Linked DNA regions of Triticum aestivum: region 1 is linked to region 2. A link is a contact called in public Hi-C data. All regions are on one chromosome and are shown on one strand. The core of a region is the stretch at or near the end of the contact, and the rest is flanking DNA. Distances in the headings are between cores, read along the strand shown. Region 1 holds the start of LOC123080008 (probable carboxylesterase 16). Region 2 holds the start of LOC123080004 (protein NRT1/ PTR FAMILY 8.1).

The links. A called contact is a pair of places that touch in the nucleus more often than the background predicts.
Region 1: a contact with region 2 is called in a Hi-C map of leaf, with 5 times the contacts expected there. The contact joins the promoter of LOC123080008 here to the promoter of LOC123080004 in region 2. A contact is called at or near these places in 3 of 5 Hi-C or Micro-C datasets (all in leaf) and 1 of 1 datasets of contacts at active chromatin or transcription factors (leaf).

What each region holds. Positions count from the first base shown.
Region 1 is chr3D:501,964,464-501,970,593 of IWGSC CS RefSeq v2.1, reverse strand. LOC123080008 (probable carboxylesterase 16) reads right to left here and starts at 1,765. Exons shown (of 2, transcript XM_044502861.1): 1 at 555-1,765. The coding sequence starts at 1,246.
Region 2 is chr3D:501,746,606-501,751,931 of IWGSC CS RefSeq v2.1, reverse strand. It overlaps LOC123080004 (protein NRT1/ PTR FAMILY 8.1), which reads left to right and starts at 3,025. Exons shown (of 3, transcript XM_044502859.1): 1 at 3,025-3,324; 2 at 3,443-4,175. The coding sequence starts at 3,222.

The DNA of each region.
Region 1 (6,130 bases), core at 516-3,015, 220 kb before region 2:
ACATACTCATGAGCTCTCTCTAAACCTGCTGGTAGTCAGAAATGGCAACCCACGGGGAAATGACATACTCGTGAGCTCTCTCTAAACCTGCTGCTAGCCAGAATGGCAACTCACGGGGAAATGACATACTCATGAGCTCTCTCTAAACCTGCTGCTAGTCAGAAATGGCAACCCACGGGGAAATGATATATTCGTGAGCTCTCACTAAACCCGCTGCTAGTCAGAAATGGCAACCCACGGGGAAATGATATATTCGTGAGCTCTCTCTAAACCCGCTGCTAGTCAGATCTAATAGACTAGGGAACTATATCTTCATCGTTTTGACATGTTCACTTGACTAGCGCAATTCTCATTTGCGGTTTCTGAAATAATGCTGGTGAATCACAAACAAGAACTTCCATTGAAGAAATGAAATAAAAATTCCTATCGCTTGACTTGCCCACTTTTGGACAACTTCACACTGCAGTATTATGTTCCTTGGCCATTTAGTAAAGTAGAAGTAGCAAGAAATGCAATTACAAAAGGAGAGATTACAGAATCGAATTAAATTATACCTTGCCGGATCACCATGCGCAGCGATCCAGGGCTCGACGGTGGAAGCACCGAACGTGTCCACCCCGCCCCCAACCTTGCTCATCATGGCGAGATTGGCCTGCTTGGCGATCCACCTAAGCACCCTGACCCCGTCATCAAAGGCGGCGGGGTAGCGGCTCTCGGGCGCGAGCCTGTAGCCGACGGCGACGACGATGGCGTCGCAGAACTTGGCGACCCGCCTGCAGAAGGCGTCGTTGGAGGCGGAGCAGTTGCTCCCGGTGACGAAGCCGCCGCCGTGGAACTGCACGACGATGGGCAGCCTGCGGCGCGCGGAGGCGGCGGCCCGCGGGGAGGAGACGGCGTGCGGGAGGTAGCCCCGGTAGGGCGCGCCCGCCTGGCCGGCGGCGGGGTCGCTGGCGCGGCGCGGGTGGAGGAGGTGCGGGTGGTGCGGCGGCGGCGTGGGGAGGAAGATGCGGAGGGAGAGCGCCGAGTTGGGGTCGATGTGGAGGTCCTTGGAGGCGACCCCGTCGGCCGCGGAGAAGGCCGGGTTGGCCGGCGCCGTGGCCTCGTCGGCGCGGCAGGAGACACCGAAGGCGGCCGCGTCGCCGTCGCCGTCGGCGGCGGCGCCGGCGGCGGCGGCGAGCGACTGGAGGCGGTGGCGCAGCAGCAGCTTGAAGAAGACGCTGTAGATCTTCACGCCGACGCTCGGCATGGCTCGCCCGCTCCCGCCGCCGGTCACCGCCCGGATCCGCGCATCACAGGGAGAGGTAGACGGGACGGCGCCCGGATCTGCTCGATCGCCGCCGACGGGTTCGGCCGGGAGGAGGTCGGAGCTGGCGGAGGCGCGATTGGAATCGGGCGCGGAGGGGGTTAATGGGGCCGGATTGGATTGGATCGGCTCGGCTCCGTGCGGTGTTGGAGTGGTTGGGGCGAGGGAAAGCAACCGCGATTGGTAGGGTGGCTATCTGGATGGATGATGGCAGCGCAGCAGCGTGGTGTGGTGTGGTGGTATGGTACGGGAAACAGGAGGAAGGAAGAATGGAGAGGGAGGTGGGTGAGGGAGAAGCTAGCGAGGAAGGAAGGAAAAGACGGGGAAGCGATGGAGGATTTTTGGATGGTTGCTACCAGGCAGGCAGGCGTCGGCCGCTTCCCGAACGTGACCACGGTCTCTCTCGCCCCCCTGCGCCTGTGGCCTGTGCTGTTGCTGTGCGTTCGTCGTTCAAATTCAAACCCCGCCTGGTGGTACAGTAGTGGATTTTTCTTCCCCTCCTTGCGAGGTGGTGGTGGTACTAGTACTAGCCTGGGGTTCGCTCTTTGCAGTTTCCGTTCTCACATTTCGCCTGGTGGAGCGAGTATAATTCGGCAGGTTTTTTTTATCTCCAACAACGTGGAGTGCATTAAACGGTGCAGGTACGATGCCTGCCTACTCCCAGATTCCATCGTTTCACGTGAAAGCGTGTGTGTGTCCCAGCGGAAGCACTTCTTTATGCGAAACGATTGCCCTTCATTTTCTCCTTCTCTGTTGTGTCGGTGCTAGTCGTAGCCTCCGTTTTCTATGCTAATTTAGCCTAAGCAATTCAGCTGGAACAGAGGCAGATAGCTTTCCGGAAGGCACGTATAGAAATCCTCGTCCATGGCAACGGTCAACGCCGGATTGCACGCCGGAGGATCCATCAGCTGAGAACAACCAGATATGTATTATCCGTCTCCGTCCGCCGTCGCAAAGATCGCGAGTCCCCATCGATCGGTTTCCTGTTCCTGAAACCGTGTGGCGTCCCGCGGCACGGCACGGCGCGCGCGTAGATAGGGCCTCACCGTTCCGTTCGCCCGCTGGCGGAACGGTTCAACGGACCGCACGGGCACCAGCTACGCATCGGTCGCAAGAAACAGGCCAAGGCACGCGCTGCAATTTCGCGACCGCGTCGTACATCGGGCAGGCAGGCAGGCGCCTCGACGGCGTTGGAAGCCAGGCCAGCATCGGCCCGGTCCGGCGCGCCATTCACGGAGAGCGTGTGCGTGCCCGCGTACGTACGTTACGTATGTGAGATCGGTGCGTGGCCGATCGTGCATGGATCTGCAAGGGTGCAACTGCAAACGTCGGTGCCAAGGTTATCTTATGTATAGTACCTACTCTGCACGTCGCGCGGTGGGACACGAACAAAAAGGCCGTGAACAAGAACCCAGCATGCATGCATGACCGTGAGGTGCTTATTCTCGTGCTTACGTTGTTGAAATTCAAACCCCGGGCAGCGAACCAAAACCACCGTCTTCCGACCCCTCCCGTCTCCCCGCGAGCCATATCCCCCCCCCCCCCCCCCCCCGCGGCGGCGAGGCACCCCGGATATGGCTCGGGTGGTGTCAGCAACTTCTGTGGCAGGGGGGCGGCGGCGGCGAGGCTCGGCTGGCGGCGGTCCGGCGACCTGCAGGCGAGGTGGTGGCGCTGCTCCTTGGCGGCGGGGTGGCTGAGGGTGTGTCCCCGGTCCAGATCTAGGCCCTTATGGGCCCATCTGGGTCCTAGCGGGCTGGTTCCGACGTGGCCTCGCTGCCTACTGCGTGGTGTTGAGGAGGAGCGGCTCGGACAGGGAACGGCGACGCCACCAGTGGCGGTGCCAGGAATCCAATCATGTGTGGTCAATTGAATGTTGTGTAGTCAAATGTATGCATTTATAATATTTTTTGGCATAATTTCTACTTGATATTTGTAGTTTTTGTCATAAGCTGTGTATTTAATTGACTCCCCAGCTTAAGTGTGGCTTCGCCACTGGACGCCACCGACGTACCTTCTGCAGCGCGACGGCGAGAGCTTTACGAACATTCCAGGGCCCGCAGTATGCTCCTGCTATTGCGTCCGGTCAGTTACCGTCATTGATGGTGGAGATTAGGCCCTCCTGCGTCTCGAAGGTGTTGTTGCCCCTAGTCCCGGCTCCTCTTCTTCGCTGTGCAGGCCGCATTTCGCGGTGCCGTGGTGAGACAGCGTGGGAGGCTTCAAGACTGTGTTTGGTGCAGGATGGTGGCCGGTATGGTGGCATGCTCCGGAGCGCCCGGGGTGATCGTTGGGATCGGGCACTACTAGGAAAATGCTTATTGGTAGAAGTTTACCAATAGCGCCTGTTCTTGACCCCACGCTACTGGTATTTACCAGTAGCACTGGGTAGGAAACACGCTACTACTACCAAATAACAGCAGCGTTTGTTAGCTTGGGCCGCGCTGCTGTTACATGGGCCGCAGGGCAAAAACGGTAGCCCACTTACCTGTAGCGTTTGTTTCGAACGGGCGCTACAACTGGTGGGCTTAGCAGTAGCGCCCGCCTCTACCCAGCGCTACTAGCAGGGGAAAAGAAAACCTGCCCGAGCACCCCCCGCACCCCCTCACTCTCACAATCGATCCCCTCCGCCCGACGACGCCGCCGCGGTTAGGGTTCCTCCCCAGCCGCCTCACCCCCGTCGACGGCGTCGTGCGCCGCCACCACGCGCGGTCGCCTCTCGCCTCCTCCGACGCTCCAGCCCCGTAAGTCCCCCCTCGATCTCCTCCTCCCTGCGCGCGCCACCACTAACTAGGCTCCAATCGATTCGCCGGCGGCTCGCCATGTTTTGGGATTTCGCGTGGGCGAAAGGGATTTAGGGATTGCACGGTGACTCCGCGCTTCGATACGACGTGTTCCAGGCTTGTTTCCTCGCGTGATTGAGTAGAGAGTAGAGAGAGGAGAAGTAGAGGCTTTTTGTTGCTCACTGAAACTTGGGTTTCAATTCTTGATTAGCAGTTTAGCACATATAATTGAAACTTGGGTTTCAATTCTTGGCTGTTGTCCCTGGAGCAGTTGCGGCGGCGGCGGTGCCTAGTGTTCTAGGGTTTAGAGAGGGGTTCTTTCCTGACACTAGGGTTATGTCGTGAATGCTCCTCCTTTCATCTGAATGATGTTGATTGTGCTAGTTCTTCTTAAAGGTCTAAATGTTTGTATCCTCGTGATGAGCTACCCTATGTGTGAATTTGATCCACTAGCTTCTTTGTTGATGCATATAAAGATATGACCAAGAAGCCCTCACTATTATGTGGTTTCATGGAAAAATCAATGCTTGATTCGATACTCTTTCTGATTGAAGAGAGTGTATGTATGTGCTGATGCTCAAATTGCCAAGTTGTTATGGTGCGCATTTGAATATATGCTAACACCCGTTTCGAAAAAGAAATGCTAACTGATCTGTCTCATGTCTCTGTTTTCTTGAATGAGAAAACTGACTTTGCTGTGTTAATTAGGACAGGTTGATGCTATCTTTTGTCTGTGTGTGCGATTGTTCTTCCCTTGTATTACCTCTTAGTCTGGTGCTTATATTTTGTAGTAGAAAATGTTGGCTACATTTTCACCCACTTGTGAATTCTATATTAGTCTATGTTTGGCTTATTAGGCTCTGTTTGGGTTACATGATCTCTATTAGGTTATTGTCTGAACTGAACTACAATTCAGTTGTTATTTTGCTTGCCATGTGAACCTCATGTGTATTCTCTATGATGTGAACCTGATGTGTATATTATTCAAAACTTTATGTTTACTTTTTGGATCGTTAATCCTCTAATCATATTGCTTTAGGGAAATGGCGCCACCACCACCACCATGTCGTCGGTGCAAGTCAAGGTGCGCCAGCAGCCTTGCAACTGGCACTCTGTTCGGCATCTACTTCGAGTCTAGTTTTCTTCATGTGGCGGTAATAAATTATATGAAACTAGTAACCACTATTTTGTTTTTAGTGTTATTGGCATTAATGCATCGTGTATATATCATTTTGCTTTTTATACACAGATCGTCCCATGCAATGTGAGGTCAGAATTCAACAAACTGACCGGAGACTCTGTGACCTTTGAGGCTCCTGGGGGCCCCTACACTATGGAGGTCGAGAAAGGACGAAATATGACGCAGGTGGGAGGAGATGGATGGGTCCGTTTCATCGCCCACATGCGTATCACCGGTGGTGAGTTGATCAGCTTCTCCTTTAGAGCAGAAAAACCCAAGTTGGCCGTGATTTATGTCAACAAAGCTGAAGATGATGAAGATGATGAGGATGATGAGGATGATGACGACCCACTTGGTGAAGCCATCGTTGCTCAATGAGTGAGGTTGAGCGAGGAGGAGGTGTGCAACCTATGGGACATCATTCCGCCACGTGCTAACTTCGTCGGGGTGCCATTCGTGACCCGCCTGACAAGTACCATGGTTGATCGGCATATCATGGTATGGTGCATTTACTTTAGTAATTTGATGATATGCTTTATTGTTATACTTAGTGTAGAGTCCGATGATATATATGCTTAGTGAATCTTATATGCTTAGTAAATCCGATGGTCTATATGCTTAGTGAATCCGATGATATATATGCTTAGTGAATCTTATATGCTTAGTAAATCCGATGGTCTATATGCTTAGTGAATCCGATGATATATATGCTTAGTAAATCTTATATGCTTAGTGATTCTTATATGCTTAGTGAATCTTATATGCTTAGTAAATCCGATGGTCTATATGCTTAGTGAATCCGATGATATATATGCTTAGTGAATCTTATATGCTTAGTGAATCCGATGATATATATGCTTTATTGTTATA
Region 2 (5,326 bases), core at 1,776-4,275:
AGGGCAGGGCCGCGCGCCCCTCCCCCTAGTCCGAATAGGACAAGGAGAGGGGGGCCGCGTCCCCCCTTTCCTTCCTCTCTCCCTCCTCTTTCCCCTCCACTCCTAATCCAACTAGGAAAAGGGAGGGAGTCCTACTCCCGGTGGGAGTAGGACTCCACCTGGCGCGCCCCTCCTGGCCGGCCGCACCTCCCCCCTTGCTCCTTTATATACGAGGGCAGGGGGCACCCTAGAGACACAACAATTGATCGTTTGATCCTTTAGCCGTGTGTGGTGCCCCCCTCCACCATAGTCCACCTCGATAATACTGTAGCGGTGCTTAGGCGAAGCCTTGCGTCGGTAGAACATCATCATCGTCACCACGCCGTCGTGCTGACGAAACTCTCCCTCAACACTCGGCTGGATCGGAGTTCGAGGGACGTCATCGGGCTGAACGTGTGCTGAACTCGAAGGTGCCGTACGTTCGGTACTTGATCGGTCGGATCGTGAAGACGTACGACTACATCAACCGCGTTGTGCTAACGCTTCCGCTTTCGGTCTACGAGGGTACGTGGACACACTCTCCCCTCTCGTTGCTATGCATCACCATGATCTTGCCTGTGCGTAGGATTTTTTTGAAATTACTACGTTACCCAACAGTCATGAAGGTTTTCAATGTGTCCAAAGCCACATTGAATTCCTCACGAGAGACTGCGGTTCCCCCATCGGCCGTAGACGAGATTGGATTCACACTGGAGTGCTCCTCACCACCGTCTATGGTGTCAGCCATACTCTTCGGACGGCAAAGTCCTTAATAAAGAGACGAGGCTCTGATACCAATTGAAAGGATCGATATAGTTGACTAGAGGGGGGGTGAATAGGCAACTAACAATTTTAGCTTTTCTTTACCAATTTAAACTTTGCATCAAAGTAGGTTGTCTAGATATGCAACTAGGTGAGCAACCTATATGATGCAACAATAATAAGTACACAAGCAAGCAAGGGATACAACACAAATAAGCTTGCACAAGTAAAGGCATGAGATAACCAAGAGTGGAGCCGGTGAAGACGAGGATGTGTTACCGAAGTTCCTTCCTTTTGAGGGGAAGTACGTCTCCGTTGGAGCGGTGTGGAGGCACAATGCTCCCCAAGAAGCCACTAGGGCCACCGTATTCTCCTCACGCCCTCACACAATGCGAGATGCCGTGATTCCACTATTGGTGCCCTTGGAGGCGGCGACCGGACCTTTACAAACAAGGTTGGGGCTCTCTCCACAACCGAATTGGAGGCTCCCAATGAGACCATGGAGCTTCACCACAATGGAATATGGCTCCGAGGTGACCTCAACTGTCTAGGGTGCTGAAACACCCAAGAGTAACAAGATCCGCAAGGGATGAGTGGGGAGAATCAAATTTCTCTTGGTGGAAGTATAGATCTGGGCCTTCTCAACCAATCCCTAGAAAATCAACAAGTTTGATTGGCTAGGGAGAGAGATCGGGCGAAAAAGAGCTTTGGAGCAACAATGGAGCTTTTGGGGAAAAGAGGTGAGTCAACTTGGAGAAGAAGAACTTCTTTTATAAGGGGGGAGACAATCCAACCGTTACCCCCACTCAGCCCCGCACAAGGCGGTACTACCGCTGGAGGGGGGCGGTACTACCGCTGTGGCCAGCGGTACTACCGTTCCACCTCGCGGTACTACCGCGCAGTGAGAAGAGAGCGAAAAGCAGAGCAGGACCTGGACCCAGGGTAGTACTACCGTGGTGATAAGGGCGGTACTACCGCCTCTACTGCCGCAAAACCCGACACGAGAGGAGGACCCTCGAATCGAGGCGGTAGGAGCACGAAGCCGCAACGGTACTATGGCCGAGAGCTCCAAGCGGTACTACAGCTGTGGAGCGGTACTGCCGCTTGTAGCTCTCGAGCGGTACTACCGTTGGGGTTCGCGGTACTACCGCTGGGACCAAATCTCAGGGAGAAGGCAGCAAGGGAGCCTTCAACGAAGCGGAAAAGCTCAGAGGGTGCAAAGGGGATGTGTACGTGTTGATTCCACCTAGCCAAACCAATGCGGACCCCCTCTTGATAGTACGGTGACTCCTACGACACAAGTCCACCAAAACTGAATCGAAAGGGCTACACCGTGTTCGCTTCAAACACCGAGGGGAGGAAATCGTCTCGTGCCAAAGGATGAATCTCTGAAATACTCAACGCACATGATTAGTCCGCAAATATGTTGTCATCAATCACCAACACTACTTAGAGAAAAACATGCCTTAACACTTACCCTTCAATATAGCTTTGAGATCCGTGCTAGACAACTAACTTTCTCTTTTTTGTTCCTTTCAAATAAAACAACATATGAACATAAAACTTTGCAAGATAGCAAAACATTCTTACTACAATGTGAGAAAAAATTATAGATTTTTTTGACCAACATAAATATACAAAATGAGATTTTCAATATTCAAAAATGTTGTTTTTAGTATTTATGATGCACGAAAAAATCTGAAAGTTTTTTCCCACATTCTAGCTAGAATGTTTTGTTGTGCTGCAAAGTTTGAAGTTTATATGTTGTTTTATTTGAAAGAAACAAAAAAGACAAATGTTCTTGTACGAATCGCGGTGCATAGATGGATGGCTAGATAAGGAGGTGCACCTAAGCCTATGCTCTACAGAATATTTTCCAAAGTTGCACCATGTAGTAACAGAGTTGCACAATATAGCAATAAAGTTGGCATCAAAAAAAATTCGTCGAAACATAGTCATGCGGGATCTCTTTTCAAAGGTCTCGTCACAGCGATTCCAACAATGAAAACGGATCTAAATTCGGATGCACGGTTTAAAAAATATGACTTTTTAAAAATCCAGAAATTCAAAATAAATGCATGTAAATCTGTTTTCTCTAAATCAAACTGACTAGTACGAACGCATTTTTTTTTAGGGGAGTACGAACGCCCTTAATGCTACACCATACATGCGCTGGCAGATAAATCTTTTTCCATGCATACCTGCGGGCGGCTGCTCGTTTTAGCCAACAAGCGCGCGATTGTGTATTCCCGTTCATTAATTCCTGTAACATTTTTCTTCCACAATGGCTTCACCTACCGCATCTCTTGTCCTTGTACCTCTCCTCAAAACTTTAAGACCGAGCGTCTCATTGGATCTACTGTTCGACCCTCATTCAGGCTAATGTTCCTCCTCTCTTTTGCTTTAGCTGGTTTCGTTTCCAGAGCTGATACTGTTCGACCATGGAACCGGTAGAAGTAGAATCAAAAGGCTTGCAGGGTGACGCCGATCGCCGGACGTCCAAGAGGGATCGCCGGAGTTCGTGGGGATACGTTTTCATCCTCGGTAAAACTTGCACCATTTTCTTGTTGTCGTTATGATCCCACTGTGGGTATGCACCCCATATCCATGCTAAATATGCTGCCCGGCGCTGCTCATGCATTCACGCGCGCCTGGTGTGCAGTGAACAACTGCCTCCAGTACAGCGCTTACTACGGCGTGTCGACGAACCTGGTGAACTACCTCAAGGTCCAGCTGCACTCCGGCAGCAAGGCCGCGGCGAACAGCGTCACCAACTGGCAGGGCACCGCCTCCATCACGCCGCTCGCGGCCGGCTTCCTCGCCGACTCTTTCCTCGGCAGGTACTGGACCATCACCCTCTTCCTCTTCATCTCCGTCGCGGGGTACGGCGTCGTGGCGGCGAGCGCGTCTGCGGCGCTGGAGACCGCGGTATTCTACGCGGGGCTGTACCTGGTGGCGCTGGGCGGCGCGCTGCAGCCGGTCCTGTCGTCGTTCGGGGCCGACCAGTTCGACGCCGAGTCCGACGAGGAGGAGCGCGGGCGGCAGAGCTCCTTCTTCAACTGGTTCTACCTGTCCATCGTCGTGGGCTCGCTCGTGGGCGGCACCGTCCTGGTGTGGGTGCAGTCCGCCCACGGCTGGCGGCTCGGCTACGGCATCCCGGCGCTGCTCAGCGTGCTCGCCGTCGCTCTGTTCCTCGCCGGCACGGGCGCGTACCGCCGCCACCAGCCCCCCGGCGGCAGCCCGCTCACCAGGATCGCGCAGGTGGTGGTCGCCGCCGCCAGGAAGTGCGACGTGGAGATCCCGACCGACGCCACGCTGCTGCACGAGTGTGACGGCGACGACGGCATGTCAGCGATTCAGGGGAGCCGCCGCCTCGCGCACACTGACGAGTTCAGGTCAGTACCCGTGCCCTGGCCGTCGTTAGCATCGCCTTCCACTTTTTTTTTAACTTAGCATCGCCTTCCACTTGCATCGTCTCCATCATGTGCAGTTTTTTCGAGAAAGGAGCGTTCAATTTATTTTGTCTATGATCGAGACATGCTGTGTGACTGATTGAGGGGGTGTTTGGTTTCATGACTTTTTTGTTTTGGGACTAAAAAAAGTCCTAGCAAACCAAACAGGGTGAGACCTTTTTAGGACATTTTACTAAAAATCCTTAGAAGCACCTCTTTAAAAGTCCTTAGAAAGAGTCTTTTTCAAAAAGTCCTTAGAAAGAGTTTTTTCAAATAGTCTTATGGACTAGAAAAAGTCCTAGGACTAGAGAGCCAAACACCACCTGAGCAAGCTAATCAGCCAACCTGGACCGAGCCTAATCTCGGTGTCATCCACTCTTCACAGTAGCTGCCCAACATTATCTTTTGTTAAAATTCAACCCATAGTAAATCTGAGCATCTTCTTTGTGCAGATTTGCTGATGAGAATTACCAAAGTATCATCTAACTGTTACATCATCTGATTAGTGAAATAAAAAATAAAAAATCATATGGATCTCCGCGTAAAATCAAATAGTGTAGGAGTTAGATAAGACATAGTTAAGTCTCGTCTAGACGAGAGTTGGCCACATTCTATTCTTATTCTTGTGAATTCACAAGATGCTCGCCACTGCCGGGAAGTGTGACGTGGAGACCCTGACCAACGTCACGCTCCTGCATGAGTGTGCCCTGACCTCTTCGAATGTCCAAACACCATGAATTTTAGCACGCACATCACACGTTTGAGTATCTTTGATGCCAAAAAATATCAGATCTTTTTTACTTCTTCCTTTGATCCACATTAATTGCCGCCGCGAGTATTTTATTTAATTTACTGTTCACACACCGAATCATCACACTCATATCTTTTGTTGAATCGATAACCACAATAATGCAGCACAAGTCCAAGGAAGTTGCTTCAACGGAAAAAAGACTGACTATTCTTTTAGGTGATGTTTTTGTTTTCTAGTTTCAGTCACTTTCCCTCCCTCATTGCCGTCGACCCCCTTCACCCGTTGTTGTCAACAGGCCCACTGCCAGGGGCCTAACCACCATTTTGCCACCCGACGCGGACAA